Regions from separate parts of the Mus musculus genome. Here region 2 is linked to region 1. Evidence: chromatin contacts called from public promoter capture Hi-C data. All regions are on one chromosome and are shown on one strand. Each heading gives the region's core, a stretch centred on a gene start, on an enhancer-like site or on the middle of the called end of the contact. The rest is flanking DNA. Distances are from core to core; before and after follow the strand shown.

Region 1 (7,392 bases), core at 3,373-5,872:
CTCTGGGAGAATAAAGGACTGTTAACTCACATCAACTGCAGAGTCAAAGCAGCCATCCAACACCTCTCCTGTCTGTCGCTCTTTAAGAACAGGGAGCTGGGCTGAAGGAAAAGAACAGAGCTTCATACAGGCTAAAGTCAAGGGCTGAGACGGATGGCTTCATCTACACTTGCAGGTGCACACACACCCCCACACCCACACCCCCCACCCACTCCCACCCACACCCACCCCCACTCCCCCCACCCCACCCCCACCCCGGTCAGATGCAGTCGCGCGGGTACTTGTGTGACTGAGCTTCTGCTGCCTGTCACTCTGGGGCAATTCTAGAGGAGGAATAGCGCCCCTGTGTGGCCACACTGCTGACTGAAGAGTCACACTCACCATGGCTGCGCTGCCCTTGGAGTGCAGGGAGTTGCTTCTGGACCCCTGTCTTCTGGGGAGACCCTGTGGCTTGGAGTCCCTGGACTGCTGCCTTCGGCTCCGCCTCTGAGAGCTCATCCTGCGCAGAAACCATAACGCGCCCATTAGCAGAGACCAGCCTGGAGGTCAGGGATGACACAACTTAATCCTGGGAAGGAGTTCTGGGACACAGCCCTTAGGAGCCTAAGGGTTGGGGAGGGGTAGGGACCAAATGGAAGCCCAGAAAGTCCAGAAAAGAATGAGATACCAGGCAGTGTTTTGTACCCAAGGACACTTCATGATCAAGAGACGAGAACCAGGGCTAGAGAGATGGCTTAGCCGTTAAGAGCACTGACCTCTGCTCTTCCAGAGGTCCTGAGTTCAATCACCAGCAACCACATGGTGGCTCACAACCATCTGTAATGGGATCTGATGCCCTCTTGTGGTGTGTCTGAAGACAGCTACAGTGTATTCATCATATAATAAATAAATACATACATACATAAAATCTTTAAAAAATAAAAAAAAAGAAAAGAAACAAGAACCAGTCACTAAAAGGCCAGAATTATAGCTCCTTAGCAAGGGAGAAATGGAGCAGGGGTGGTCCTCCTGCCATGGGAGAATCCCACAGCCTAGCTGCACTGGTACACCATCTGCATATCTGCCAGTGTCTGGAACACAAGACAGCAGGCTACCCTTAGACAGTTCTGTTTCCTTATACCCCTCTGGAGCTCTGATGTGTAATACTGTATCCCTATAGATTAACCACAGTAGTTGTGTAGAGCTAAAACCTTTCTGGACTCACTTGGGAGGCAGAGGCAGATGGATCTCTGTGAGTCAGCCTGGTTTACGGAGCAAGCTCCAGGACAGCCAGGGGCTACACAGAGAAAACCTGTCTCAAAACCAACAAACATACAACGACAGCAAAAGCCACATTTCTGGACCATAACGACTTTAAATCCAATAAAGTCATGAGAAGCATGGCTTTACCTGACTCTTTACTGAAGACTACATTGGGAATTTTGTTTGTGCTTCTCTAGACTTGGTGGCTTTCCCCTGCCCTCTGGGCCCTGTGGAGACTCATCTCCATGAAGATGGTCTCTATTCTTCAGGCTCCAAACGTGGAAGGGCTCCCTCCCTCACCTGTGGCCAGGCTTTCAACGACTGATTCTGTATGTCTTCCACCAAAGCGACAGCTTCCTCACCGCTCCCAAGGTGCTGTCTCTGAAGCTGGGCTTGGATCTCCCCTGGTAGCACAGCCAGGAACTGCTCCAGCACCAGCAATTCCAGGATCTGCTCCTTGCTGTGCAGCTCAGGCCGCAGCCAGCGGCAACAGAGCTCCCACAGCTGGCTGAAGGCTTCGTGTGGTCCACCCGCATCCCTGAAGCAGAACTGTCGGAACCGCTGGCGGCAGGCTTCGGAATCCCGGCTGTCCACCGGCTGGACAGGCTCCTGTTCCCAGGAGCAGTCTTCCACCTTCACAATCATGAGTCCTTCCTCCTCCCCGGGAGCAGGGTCTTGGAGCTCCTGGAGGGATGCCATGCCCCTGGCCTAAGGCTCAGGGCTGGTCAGCCTTAGCTTGAGGCTCCAGAGCTGAGCCTTTCAGTGTCCTAGAGGGATTCTCTGTGACGAGTGGGTTGGCATCAGGACACACTTGCCTATGGAAATAGTAAAAGAACAGTATTTGAAGGAGATCGGAATACACCAATCTGCAGGAAAGTTGGGGGACTCTGGCACCCACTCTGTGCCTCTGAAGCCTCTTTATGCTTTACTGCAACTGTGTGCTCTTTGTAACTGTGTATTGGTAATACCGACCCACAATCCTTCATCACCACATCTGACATCCCAAATCTGGGCTTTTCATGGCCCATTTGACAGCAAAACCTAATGTCCCTCATTTGGAAGCAGTACTCCATCTGTTAATATGAGCTTGTTTTTACCTTCATGTATAGTAACTTTCCATGCAAAAATAAGCATGTCTGTGCAGTCTGTAAAGATTCCTTGAGCTAGCTGCATGTGTAGCTCAGTTGTTAGACTGCTTGCCTAGCTTAAATGATCCCCACCACTACCTGGAACTGGGTGAGATGGTACATATTTGTAATCCCAGCACTCAGATGTTCAAAGAAGGATTAGAAATTCAGGGTCATCTTCAGCTACATGGAAAGTCTGAAGCTAGCGGGCTGCAGAGATAGCTCAGAGGTTAAGAGCACTTACTGCTCTTACAGAGGAACCAAGTTTGGTTTGCAGCACCCACATGGCGGTTCACAACTATCTGTAACTCTAGTTCCAGGGGGCCAAGCCCCCTCTTCTGACTTCCTCAGGCAAAAGTTCTACAGATAGTACACTACACCTATGCAGGTAAAATACTTGGGGGCTGGCGAGACAGCTCAGTGAGTAAGCACACTGACTGCTCTTCCGGAGGTTCTGAGTTCAAATCCCAGCAACCACATGGTGTCTCACAACCACCCATAATGAGATCTGACACCTTTTTCTGGTACATCTGAAGACAGCTACAGTGTACTTATGTACAATAATAAATAAATCTTTGGGCCTGAGCAAGCAGGGTTGACCCAAACAAGCAGAGGTCTTAAAATTTCAATTCCTAACAACCACATGAAGGCTCACAACCATCTGTACAGCTACAGTGTACTCACATACATGAAATAAATAAATAAATAAATAAATAATTTTAAAAAAACACTCACACACATAGAATAAAATAACTCTACAGAAACCACTTTAAATCACTGAGCTGTTCTAGTTTTGTTTTTCAAGACAAGGTTTCTCTGTGTAGCAAGGAACTCACTTGTAGACCAGGCTGGCCCCAAACTCAGAAATGCTCTTGCCTCTGCCTCCCAACTGCTGGGGGGGCCCATGCCACCACTTGAGCTATTTTTAAGTATGTTTTTAAGTAGACATACTTCAGTTGTAAAATTTCACTGGGCACAGCAGCGCATGCATAGTGGTACATGTCTAATCCAAGAACTGTAGGGACCAAGGCAGGAGTGGCCAGAGTTAGAATCAGTCTGAGCTATAGAGTAACAATGTCTTTTAAAAATTATAATTATCGTGTTTAATTATAAATGTAGTCTTAAGTCCCTCTACTGATGGGCCATACTGTTATTTTTCTCAAATTTGAAAACTCACAAATTTATGGGGCTGGATAGATGGCTCAGTGGTTAAGAGTATGTCTTTGTCTTGTCAAGGCCCCAGACTCAATTTCCAGCATCCACATAGAGGCTCACAACCATCTGTAATTCCAGTTCTGAGGTATCTGACAGCCTCTGTTGGCCCTTCTTGAACACTACATACATGTGGTACACTTACATACATGAAAGCCAACACTTAAGACATATAAAAATCTTTGTTTTTTGTTTTTTTTTTAATAAAAAGCTTACAAATTCCAGAAACACCTTACTCCAATTAAGGGGCAGATGGGTAGGAGGCCTCATGAACACCATTTATTCACAACTATATATGAATGTATGGCAAGTATTTGTATTTTATGTTGTTATTACTTCACATACTCTCATACGTGTGACTTGAATTTTTCTCTTTTATTTCAACAGTCTAATTAGCATGAACATCATAAATTAAAGAACGGGAGGGAAGTGTTAATATAACAATGTTTCTTTTTGATTCACTGACAATCTGATATATGACGGTGACATATTTTTTTACTGAAAATAGTTATCTCCAGAATCTACAAGCACGGGATGTGTGTTTTACATAAATGAGATCTTATGAGCAAACCATTTTTCACCTAGCAACGTTTCTTCGAAAGTGAACCTATACGCTTCCGTGGCACGGGGTACTTCAGTTTCTCAACCAACCCAAGTGATGCATACGGGCGGTTTCCATTTCTTCTCCACTACCACAAGCACTTCGTTTACGCTTCTCTTCTCGAGCCTTCTGCCTTATCCTCCAGTGACCGAGGAGGTGTCCTCAGGGAGGGCCCGGACTCACCAGGGTCGCTCGGCAGGACGTGGGAAATGGGGACGGTCCCCAGCAGCCTGGTGAGGGTGGCCGGGCTCCGCGTGGCAGACCCGGAGAACCCGGAGGCGCCGGCAGCCCGCGCTGCTCCCAGGAACTTGTCCTCTCCCGCAGGCGCCTCGAGCGCCGAATCCGCAGGATCCGGTCTGCGCAACGCGCCGGTCCCGCCCCCAGGACACACCGCCCAGAGCCGCGCGGGAGCTCGGCGCTTCCCCAGCAGCGCCCGGGGCAGGAAGCTCGCGCGGGGGGCGCTGGGAAACCAGCTGGCGCATGCGCGGGGATAAGCATTTGGCGCTTGTACTATCCAGAATGTCGGAGATGGGCAGCCAATGAACAGGGAGGATTCTCACGACTAAGCCGATCTGACACCCTGGAGCTAGAGATTTGGAAGAAGTCTCATTTTCGCTTTCTGGGTCGCACTATACCTAAGTCGGATGCTTGGGAGGTCTCGGGGCTTCCTGGAAAGTGCAGTCTAATTCGAGCGGAGCCTCCATCATGGTCAGTACCTCCTGCCCTCCTATCAGCAGCTACATCTGTACTGAGCTGAGGAACAGGAGTCCTGATGCCTAGGGACACTGAACAGGAGGCCCACCTCTGCCCGGGCATGTGTTAAGCATTACTGTAGTTTGTTAAAGTCACTATTGGTGTTAATGGTAAATTACCTTTATATTGTAAACATACTTTCCTATAAAATAGACAAAACCAGAACGGGGCAATTTGACTCTGTGTGGCAACTGTCGGACTCTCCCTTGTTTCCCTTGCTGCCTTGAGCAAAAGAACTGTTAGTCAAACAGCCAGCCGGACTGACCTCATGCCAGCACCAGCTATCTGAAACACTCAATGGACACCTTTCGAGAACTACACATTGATCAAAGCTGATTGTCCCTGCAGCTTCAGGCAGGGCTGTTTTGAGACAGGCTTCAGTTCTTGCTGCCACAAGCCTCTGGATTCTAGATACCCTGAAACCATGTCCACGTAGACTACAGAGGGTACATTTCCTTCTGTAATTGATTGCTAAAAGGCAAGGTTGTAGTTGTCTAAACCCTGCTTCGCAGGATGCCTCCTGAATGCACATCAGGCTGCGAGATTCTTGTACTGTACTGTCTTTCCTGATGTTGCTGTATCAGACCAGGTGATACAGTGGAGTAGTGAAGGCTGTATTTCACGTCATGCACCCCAGATCTACTTATCTCTCTGGCCTCATATCCTTCCTTGCCTTTGCAACCTCCCCACCCCTGAAATAAAACACACAATCAACAAAGAAAGAAAACATCTCACTGCCGTGGAAGCTGTAGTATATCACAGTGTCCTGTGTTTTTTTTCTTTTAAAAACTTTTTATGATATAAGTATTTCACCTGCATGTGTGCATATGTACAGCATTCATCCCTGGTGCCTCTGGAGGTCAGAAGAGGGCATTAGATCCCCTCGAGTTACAGAGGGTTGTGACATCACCATGTAGGTGATGGAAGACAAACTCTGGTTGTCTTTTGTGTAAGCCTAAAGTACATGTGTGGGGGGTAATAAGTATGCATACATATTCAAGTTGCATATCCTCCTATCCCACGCCGATATCTGGTTACTTATGACTAAAGGAGGCTCTGTAACTAATGCAAACCACTCTTGTCAAGCTGTCACAGGAACTTCACCTCGGTTGGGTGAAACTCCTATCTCTGGCTCTTTTCAGGCTATGAGCGACCTCTCCTCATCCCACCTTTTGGGCTCATGTATGGATGTCTGGTCCCAACTTCTGGTCTTCTACCTAAATGCTCTCCCCTACCAGACCATCTACTCACCCCATTACTTTGCCACCTCCACTCCTATGAAACTTTGCTGACTACCATCTACCACAGCCACACACTGTCCACTGCCTGTCAACTTTGGAGATCAAGTTCTTCTATCCCCTCCAGACCATCAGTCCTCACCCCTCTCTCCTAAATGGCAGGGCCCTTTCAAGGTAATTCTCATGGCCCCTACAGTTGCCAAATTCTAGGGTCTCTCTCATTGGATCCACCTGTCTCACCTCAAACCTTTCACCCCTTCATCTAAAAATGACTTCTTCCTAAGACCCTAACAGGGTCGTGCTCTCTTAAGCTGCAGAAGACATGGAGACCACCTACCTTGTTCCCAAGTCCAGAAAATGAGACTCCATGCTGGCAGCTACACTCTACCTCCTGGATTAGACGTGGGTTTCTCATCCTCCCCCTACTGTTTGTTTCTACCCAGGGCAGCCCTTACATCTGGAGATTTGAGGTTCAAGAAACCCCCACTGATAATAAACAGTCTTTACAAATAGGGTCAGGAAACTGCTCCATAGCCGGATGCCAGGAACCGATCCAAATTGCTGTCATCCCTGTATCTGTTATCCCATCTAAATATTATGATCTCTTTGCTTGCTTTCTCTTTGACCAGACAAAAGATGATTGTAAAAGATGGCCAGGGGCTGGGCGTGGTGGTGCACGCCTTTAATCCCAGCAGTTGGGAGGCAGAGGCAGGCAGATTTCTGAGTTCGAGGCCAGCCTGGTCTACAGAGTGAGTTCCAGGGCAGCCAGAGCTATATAGAGAAACCCTGTCTCAAAAAAAAAAAATGGCCAGATGAATATAGGGACTGTCCATATTGGTCTTGCCAGCTACATATGTTAGGATCATGGACCGATCACTTCTTCTATCATCAAGCAAGACCTCTTCTTCTATATACAAGACCCATGGAATCTCAGGTGGGAAACAGGAGTTGTTGGTAAGCTCTGCTGTAAAAACCAAGCCAGGTCCTCAGTAAGTACTATCCACATCCAGAGAAAATATGCCTCAATTGCCCAACCTCTAGATATTAGAAAAGTAGGCGAAGTAATCCAACACTCCTCCGAGGTCCTTACCTCCTTGATATCCCCCTCATAAATGGCACTAACTTGTCATTTTGCCTTTTGCTTCAGAACTTGACCTCGGCATACCAACTCCTTAATGTCACCAGGCCTAGATGCTTCAAAGATTGCTGGTTATGCGTC
Region 2 (7,392 bases), core at 2,605-5,104, 260 kb after region 1:
ATCTTTTCTCCTGTTTGTGTCCACCTAGAAATTCCTTACCTGGCCCTCAATGCTACTGGTTGGTAAAATTAGTAAGGAAGACGGCAAAGAGCTGGGGTTTGATCAAGAAAGAAGTCAAGGATGTAGATGTGCTTTCTATTAAGAGCAAAGGTTTAGAAACTGACCATCAGCCAAGTGGTGGTGGTCCACGCCTTTAATCTTAGCACTTGGCTGGGCAGCTAAGGTTACACAAACTTCTGGGGGTTGGGGGAGAATGAATTCTCATTCCTGTTACTGGTCTAGTTAAAACGCCATTTGCCAAACCTTCCTAATAGCCTTCAGCCTTCAGTATGGACATTTGAGTGGCAGCAGCAGTGAAAGCAACCTAATTAGGTCCAGAAACCTAATGCTGTCAGCTGCTTCCAGAAGTGCTTCTGCAAATCCTGCCATTAACACATTCCATTGGCCTGAGGGGTAATAAAGCCTCTGGTCCAGTCTTGCCCATATCTAATGCCATATCAGGAGTTGTGTGCCCTTAGCTTTGACATAACAACCTAACTTAGCTTACGCAGACAAGCTGTATTTTAGCCACAGGAACCCACGCAAAAGGGGATCTATCTGGCCCGTGTATCTTCACCAGCCCTATAAGTGCCTCATTGCTGACTCACAGGCTACTAGTTACCTTGGAGCAGATACCTCCCAGGATATTTATCGTGATAAAAGGATATTTGCAGCAAGCCCTTGGGGGGGGGGGGGCTATGGAGATGGAAATTCCAGGCTGGGTGGGGCAGGGACAATCGGCTATGCATAAGGATATATAGCTTGGTGAGCTGAGGTTTACTTTACAAAAACTAAAAAGGATAATTTACACTTCTATTTCTTTTCCCATCTTAGCCTCTTTCTAGAGTATGTATATGGGCTTTCATGTATGTATGTATGTGTGCCAATGAAGGCCAAAGGCACTGATTTTCTGGAACCGAAATGAACAGTTGTAAACTACCATGTGGGTACTGGGAACTGAACCCAGGTCCCCTGCAAGAGCCAGTATTCTTAATTGCTGAGCCATTTTTCTACATTTTATTCCCCATATACACAGTCCTTGGGGTTCACAGCTGTGAAAACAAGTCCGAGGACCATCCCTCTTTAAAATCTCAGAGGCAAATAATAAAATTATTAAATCTCTACCTGCCTCTCATTGCCTAGCTGTCCTGGAACTCCCTGTAGACCAGGCTGGCCTCAGCATAGGATTAAAGGCATGCACCATAGGTATAACATGATCTAACTTTCCCAAATCACTTGCTTCACTTGTCGTGTCTATCTGGCACAATCTGTCGGGGTGTGGTAGCACACACCTTTAGTCCCAGCACTCGGCAGGCGGATTTCTGAGTTCGAGACCAGCCTGGTCTACAGAGTGAGTTCCAGGACAGCCAGGGCTATAACAGAGAAACCTTGTCTCAAAAAAACAAAAACAAACAAACCCCAAACAAACAAAAAAGGTGATTTGCTAAATCTGGCATGGTATCTGTTCCAGCCAAGTAAGTGCATTATAGTCTGCCTGTCATCTATAGCACTTCATTGTCCTAGTTTCAAAATCTGCAAAGTGAAGACAATGGCCTCACAAGGCTACTATGAAAAAATTAGGCGGAGCTGGGTTCAGTGGGGAATATCTTTAATCCCAGCACTTGAGAGGCAGAGCAAATTACAGGTCAGCCAGGACTAAACTCTGGGTCTAAAAAACAGAAAACCAAACTATATAGATAAACTCTTTCTAGAAAACAAACAAAAAGATCAGGTGGAATAAGGCCATGGACTCAATAAATCCTGTTAAAAATGTGGGTGGTACCAGGAACCTACAAGTTACCTTTAATTTCCACACCTCTTGTTTATGTTTCAAGTTTTAAAAATTATGTGTATGGGCCCTTTGCATGTAAGTCTGCTCCAAGTACATGCCTGGTGCTCAAGAACACTAAAGAAGGCTTCAGTCCCCTGATGTACAATTACACTTCTGACCTAGAATGGAACCCAACTCCTCTGGAAGAGCTACCCTTAAATTGCTGAGCTATGTCTCCAGTCCCTATGCTTTGTTTTTTAACAAGGAAACAAATACTTCATGATCTTTGTGGACTGAAAAGGTATTCCCTAAAAGCTCAGAGGAGCAGTATAGGCTTCCAAAGTTGTTGTTCTTTGGATGTTACCAGATGCTAGCTACCATCCATCCAGGTTAGCCATCTTACCTGCTCGGAAGGCCAGGCCCACTGTGGCTGGGGCCTGTGGCCGTGCTGTCTGGCTAGTGAAGCCACACTCGCCCAGAGTTTTGCCATCATCAAGGAGCTGGTCATCCTGAAGAGAGAAGCAGGGTTTAGGGAGAGGTCCTAAGGTCCCAAAGACAGCCAACTTAGGTGAGGAACTTAGGAAGAGGCATCCCTAAGTATAAAACACATATTCCAGGACTATATCCAAGAATTTCCAGCTCTGACTGCACTGATGGCTTACAGCAGCTAAAAGCTCTGGCAGAGACTTCCAAGGGCATTTTCTAGCACCCATATAGATTGGTTCACAATTCCACTTCCATGAGATCTGATCCCTTTGGCCTCCAGAGCACCTGAGCACCTGGACTGTATGAGAGCAGGTATCACACACACAAAAATAAAACTCACAGGCCTCTGAATTCTGGCTTTTCCAAGCTCTCTAGATATATCTAATTCAAAAGGTAGTTGGAATTTTTTTTTTTTTTGAGAAAATATCTCAAACAGTATTTTGTTCTTGAAATTCTGATCCTCCTACATCTAGCTCCCAAACAGGATTATTGCCCAGTTTTTTCCGCCTGGTGATCTAACCTAGGCTTTCATACAGGTTATGTTAACACTAAACACAGCTGCACCCCTGAGTCCTATCAAGTTTTTCTCTCCACTCCCCACCTTTCTTTTAAAAATCAACCTTAACCTTAAAACGGGAATTATGAGGAGCATAGAAAGCAGCACTAAAAACACTATGTGGTTCCTAGACCAGCAGAGGGTCTTTCAAGAAAAAGATCAGTGGGTATCAGTGAGAAAAGCCCTTTAGAGACATGAATCCAGGCTCTAATCTGGAGTTACAGCTGGAATTAGCTCAATGTATTTAGATTACTGGCACGCTTCTGGGAAGCCTGACTCGGGATTGGGGCATGAGGACCCAACTCCGCAGGCTAGCTTATTCAAAACTGGAGCTGGCTTCTGGAGGTGAGCTTGAATGCCAAGTGTTTCTAGAACATCAGAAGACTGGCGAGGGTAAACACTGGCTGGGTGAATCACTGGTGGGATCTTGACCTATCTTCTAAACAACACTTGCATTCCTCGAGTTCCACCCCACCCTGTGACAGTGGGATTCCGGTGGGCTCCCGACAGGCCGAAGGTGGCTAGCCAGGAACAAACCCTGGCTCTGCCACGACCTTCGGCTGCGTAAGATTATCGAGGCCTCGGTTTCCCCAACCGCTGAGCAAGACGGCCTGGCAGGGCGGGGCGGCTGCCGGGAGACCTGATGCTGCCGGCTCTTCAGCACGATCAAGAGACCTCCTTGTTAAGTGTCCTGTCTGGACCCCCGCGCGCGCAACCGCCACGCCCGCTCGTCGCACCTTGTAAAGCCGCTGCTCCTCTGGCGGCCGCTTGAGGATGCCCTCGACGATGCGCTTCAGTTCGAACACGGTGCTCGACTCCTTGGCGTCCGTAAAGATGGTGGTCTTGTGGCGCCGGATCATGAGAAACACGTCCTGAGGACGGCGGGCCCGCGTCAGCGCTAGCCCGCGGCCCCCGGCGTGGCCCCGGAGCCCCCGCCGCCCCCGGCCCCGCGCCCCTCCCCCCCGCGCCCGCTCACCATCCCGGCGGCTGCTTCTGGCTCGACGCGCCGGCGCGGCCGCGCTCCGCCCCTTCCCGGCAGCCCAAGCGCGACCCAGCGTGCTCTGCGCGGCCCCGCCCGCCCCGCCCCCTATCCTGCAGCCCCTCCCACGCCGTTGCGGCCATCTTAAGCGATCCGGAAGCCACTTCCTGTGCTTGGCCGCCATCTCGGTGTCTGGGTTATAGGTGGTTATATATTGAGCCCGTCTCGGATCCGTGGTGCAAGCTGGGCTTGCTTTGGGGCGTAGAGAGTGAGTCACGGAGAGCTACTCATGCATATCTGCCATGAACAATTTTATATGAGTGTTTTATCTGCATTTATGCCTATGCAACTGTTACATGCAATGCTTGGGAAGGCCAGAAGAGGGCCGTCGGGTCCTCTGGTCGTGTGGGGTGCAGGAAATCGAACCTAGCTAACTCCTCGAAGAACAGCCAGTCCTCATAATCATCGAGCCATCTCTCCAGCCCACGTTTATTTATGGGTCAAGCTCTTGCAGGGAATGTGAGGGGTAACTTTACAGCCATTTTGAGACGATGTACAATTTTGGATCTAAGATCACCACTGTGTATTCTCCTCATCCAGCTCTAGGCTTGGGTCTAAGGGTTTGTTAAATCCAATTCAGCCATGCTTTGTGGCCTCTTAGGAGCTAGAGAAACTATTGCTCTTCGAGACTTCTGCTGTAGTTATTAGGGTCCACTCTAGCTAGACTTGGCCACCTGGTCCCAGTACACCAACTAAAAAGTGTTAATAGTGAAAAGCATTGATAGGTTTACTTAATGTGGCCATAAGAAGAGGTCCAGTGACTTTCCCAAGTCGACTGTGGAGTTTGTTTAAACTGAAATGGAACAAATGAGTAGTGTTAGGCAAGGTATGGCCCATCATTTGACTGTCCTACAAGATGGCCTGATGAGCTGTGACATCTGTTTCAGGTCAAACCCTTCCTTATTCCAACATGAGATTCCTGGGGAAATCCTGATTACTTGGAGACCATTGTTTTTAACAGCCTTGAGAAGGCTAGGCTGACTTCACGACAGACTTCAAATTGGCAGTTAAGGACACTAGGCCTAAAAACTGGGCAAGTCCAGGGAAGTCAATTGATGATTTAAAAAAACAAAACAAAACAAAACCCTAGGCTCCAGCCTTCATGTCCAGGTAATGGACTGTCCCAACTACCTCGTCTGATGCAAGGACAGTGGGTCAGCAGCAGTTTCCAGACATCCTCAGCTACTTAGTAACAGTTCCCAGACCTCCCCAGCAAGTTTCTAGTCCCCACACCATGTTAATAGAATTCTGTAGAGATGTGCACAACAGATTAACATAGAGGTCACCTACACTGGAATTCTCTAATGTGCTTTAAATCAGGCCTGAAAGCTCACTTGGGTGTCTCTATCTTGGTAATAGGAGACCCCAGCATGCTGGACTTGTGCAGCTTAAAACATTCTTTGCATTTACATACTATTTGAGTCTGGGGTATCATTCTTTGGAGAATCATGTATCCTTACAGACTGATAGTCAAAGAGGGGTGGGGAACAAAAGGACAGTGGCTCTTTGGATTATCTTCATTCCTTTTACTATCTCTGGTACATTTCCTGGGACTGAAGAAGACAGGATATTGTCCTCTCCCTCCAGGAACCTGGGTCAACAGCTCACCTTCCGTCCTAGATTCAGTTCCCAGAAAGGTCTGTAGGCTTGATTTTTCAGACCCTTCGAACACTGATTTGTGCCATCCTAAATTATAAGACCAAAGGCCCTCTCAGCTTCTCTGCCAGTGGTGGGCAACCATCAGAGTTTCAGACAAGGCTAATGGGTGGCCCTAAGTTGTAGGATCTGGGAGAATTGTCTGTCTGAGCTTGTTAGGGAAATAGGAACAAAGTGCTAACTAGCTCTGTTTGGAGCAAGTTTTCCTGATACTCTTAAGCCAGGCTGGCCTTGAACTCAGTAGCCACCATACCTACCTAGAGTGAGCTTTCCTCATTTTAATCATATTACAATACTAAATTCTCTGCTAGAGACATTCCCACCCTATTTAAACATTTTTATTTTTAATTATATGTTTGTGTGGGGTCTGTACATGTGAGTGTCGTGCCTGGGAGGCCAGGGGTTCCCTGTAGCTGGAGTTACAGGTGGTTGTGGACTGACGGCCATGGGTGGTAGGAATTGAACTCAGGTCCTCTGCAGAGCAGTATGTACTGTTTTAACCAATGGGTTCCTACTTAATTATTTTGGTGGCCTGGGCTGGCCTTGAGGTCTCAATTTTTCTACTGCCAACCTCCTGACTGAGTGCTAGGATCATAGGTATATACCACAATTTCCTGTTTTTTTTTTTTTTTTTTTTTTTGTTGTGTGGGTTTTTTTTTGTTTTTTTTTTTTTTGAGACAAGATCTCACTATGTAGTCCTGGCTGACTTGGAACTCCCCATATAGTATAAACTGGCCTTGAGTTTTCAAGATGTACAGAAATTTTTTCCCCACCCATTCTATGTTTTAAACCTGCATTGGGACTGAAAAGATGCTTGGGACCCCACAATCACAGAAATGACTGTTCTTATAGAGTTAGTTCCCAGTGTTCGCAGCAGATGGCTAACAACTGCTTGCAACTTCAGCTGGAGGGGATGTGACAGTGCTGGCTTCTGTGGGCACCTGCACTCATGTGCACAGAGATAGAGGCACACTTGGACACATAATTACAAAGAACACCAGGAGCACAGCTTTAATCTCAGTACTTGGGAGGCAGGGGGAGTTGAGTCTCTCTCTGTGAGTTCAAGGCTAGCCTGGTCTACATAGTTCCAGGCCAGCTAAGGTGACAAAGTAAGACATTGTCTCAAAGTTTTTTTCTTTCAAAAAGTGCCGCGGTGAGGCATGATATCAGACTGTCCATATGCAAGAACGCATCTTTTCCTGTGATGGCAAGTCTTTCTGATGTTAACTTTGGTGAGTCTTCCAATAAATTCCTCTTTCTCTTTTTTTCTGTGAGACTGTCTGTCTAAGGGAAGCTCTCTAGGGCTCTCATCTGCTATAAGCAATCAAGGTCACTCATTTCCTGGCTTGATTCACTTACTATGTGAACCCACCATGCTGCTGCCCTGGCTCGCATTAGCCTCGTGCCTGACTTGCTCCTGAGGTGACCCTGCAGCTCCGGGCAGTTAACCTCCTCCAGGCCTAATTTTCCTTAATGAGTGACTGGGGGCTGGTGAGACAATCTACAAAAGGGCTAAGAAGGCCGACAAAGTGGAGAAAACAATGGGACACCCTGAAAAGCAGGCTGTTTAGGAATGAACCCCGGGCTACACCCTGCCAGCTGTGACTAGACTCAGGTGTGAATTTGGGCACCACTTTTCTCACTTGGCAAATAGGAAAACCAAGTCTTTAATGAAGTGGTACAGTGATCCTACTCCATCGCCTCATTCAAGCACATATCACACGAGCTGTGGTGTTGTTAACTGATCCTAGTCTCTGCTTCTAGAATCTCTTTGGCTACCTGGTCAGTCATACCTAAGAATTACTGGGCTGTCTGTCCCGAGGTAGTTCTCTTTCAGGGTTTCCT

What was found. Capture Hi-C pulls out chosen DNA fragments and counts their contacts.
Region 2: a contact with region 1 is called in a promoter capture Hi-C map of liver. The contact joins the promoter of Elob here to the promoter of Zfp213 in region 1. A contact is called at or near these places in 4 of 39 promoter capture datasets (cranial neural crest, embryonic stem cells, hippocampal neurons and 1 more), 1 of 484 Hi-C or Micro-C datasets (uterus), 2 of 115 datasets of contacts at active chromatin or transcription factors (embryonic stem cells and pancreatic cancer cells) and 3 of 9 other capture datasets (adipose tissue, liver and pancreatic islet).

Annotation. Positions count from the first base shown.
Region 1 is chr17:23,559,604-23,566,995 of GRCm38.p6, forward strand. It overlaps Zfp213 (zinc finger protein 213), which reads right to left and starts at 4,623. Exons shown (of 6, transcript NM_001033496.3): 1 at 4,366-4,623; 2 at 1,543-2,057; 3 at 382-499; 4 at 31-101. The coding sequence starts at 1,941. It overlaps 6330415G19Rik (RIKEN cDNA 6330415G19 gene), which reads left to right. Exons shown (of 2, transcript NR_126484.1): 2 at 4,167-5,691.
Region 2 is chr17:23,825,255-23,832,646 of GRCm38.p6, forward strand. Elob (elongin B) reads right to left here and starts at 3,855. Exons shown (of 4, transcript NM_026305.2): 1 at 3,829-3,855; 2 at 3,590-3,724; 3 at 2,214-2,319. The coding sequence starts at 3,831.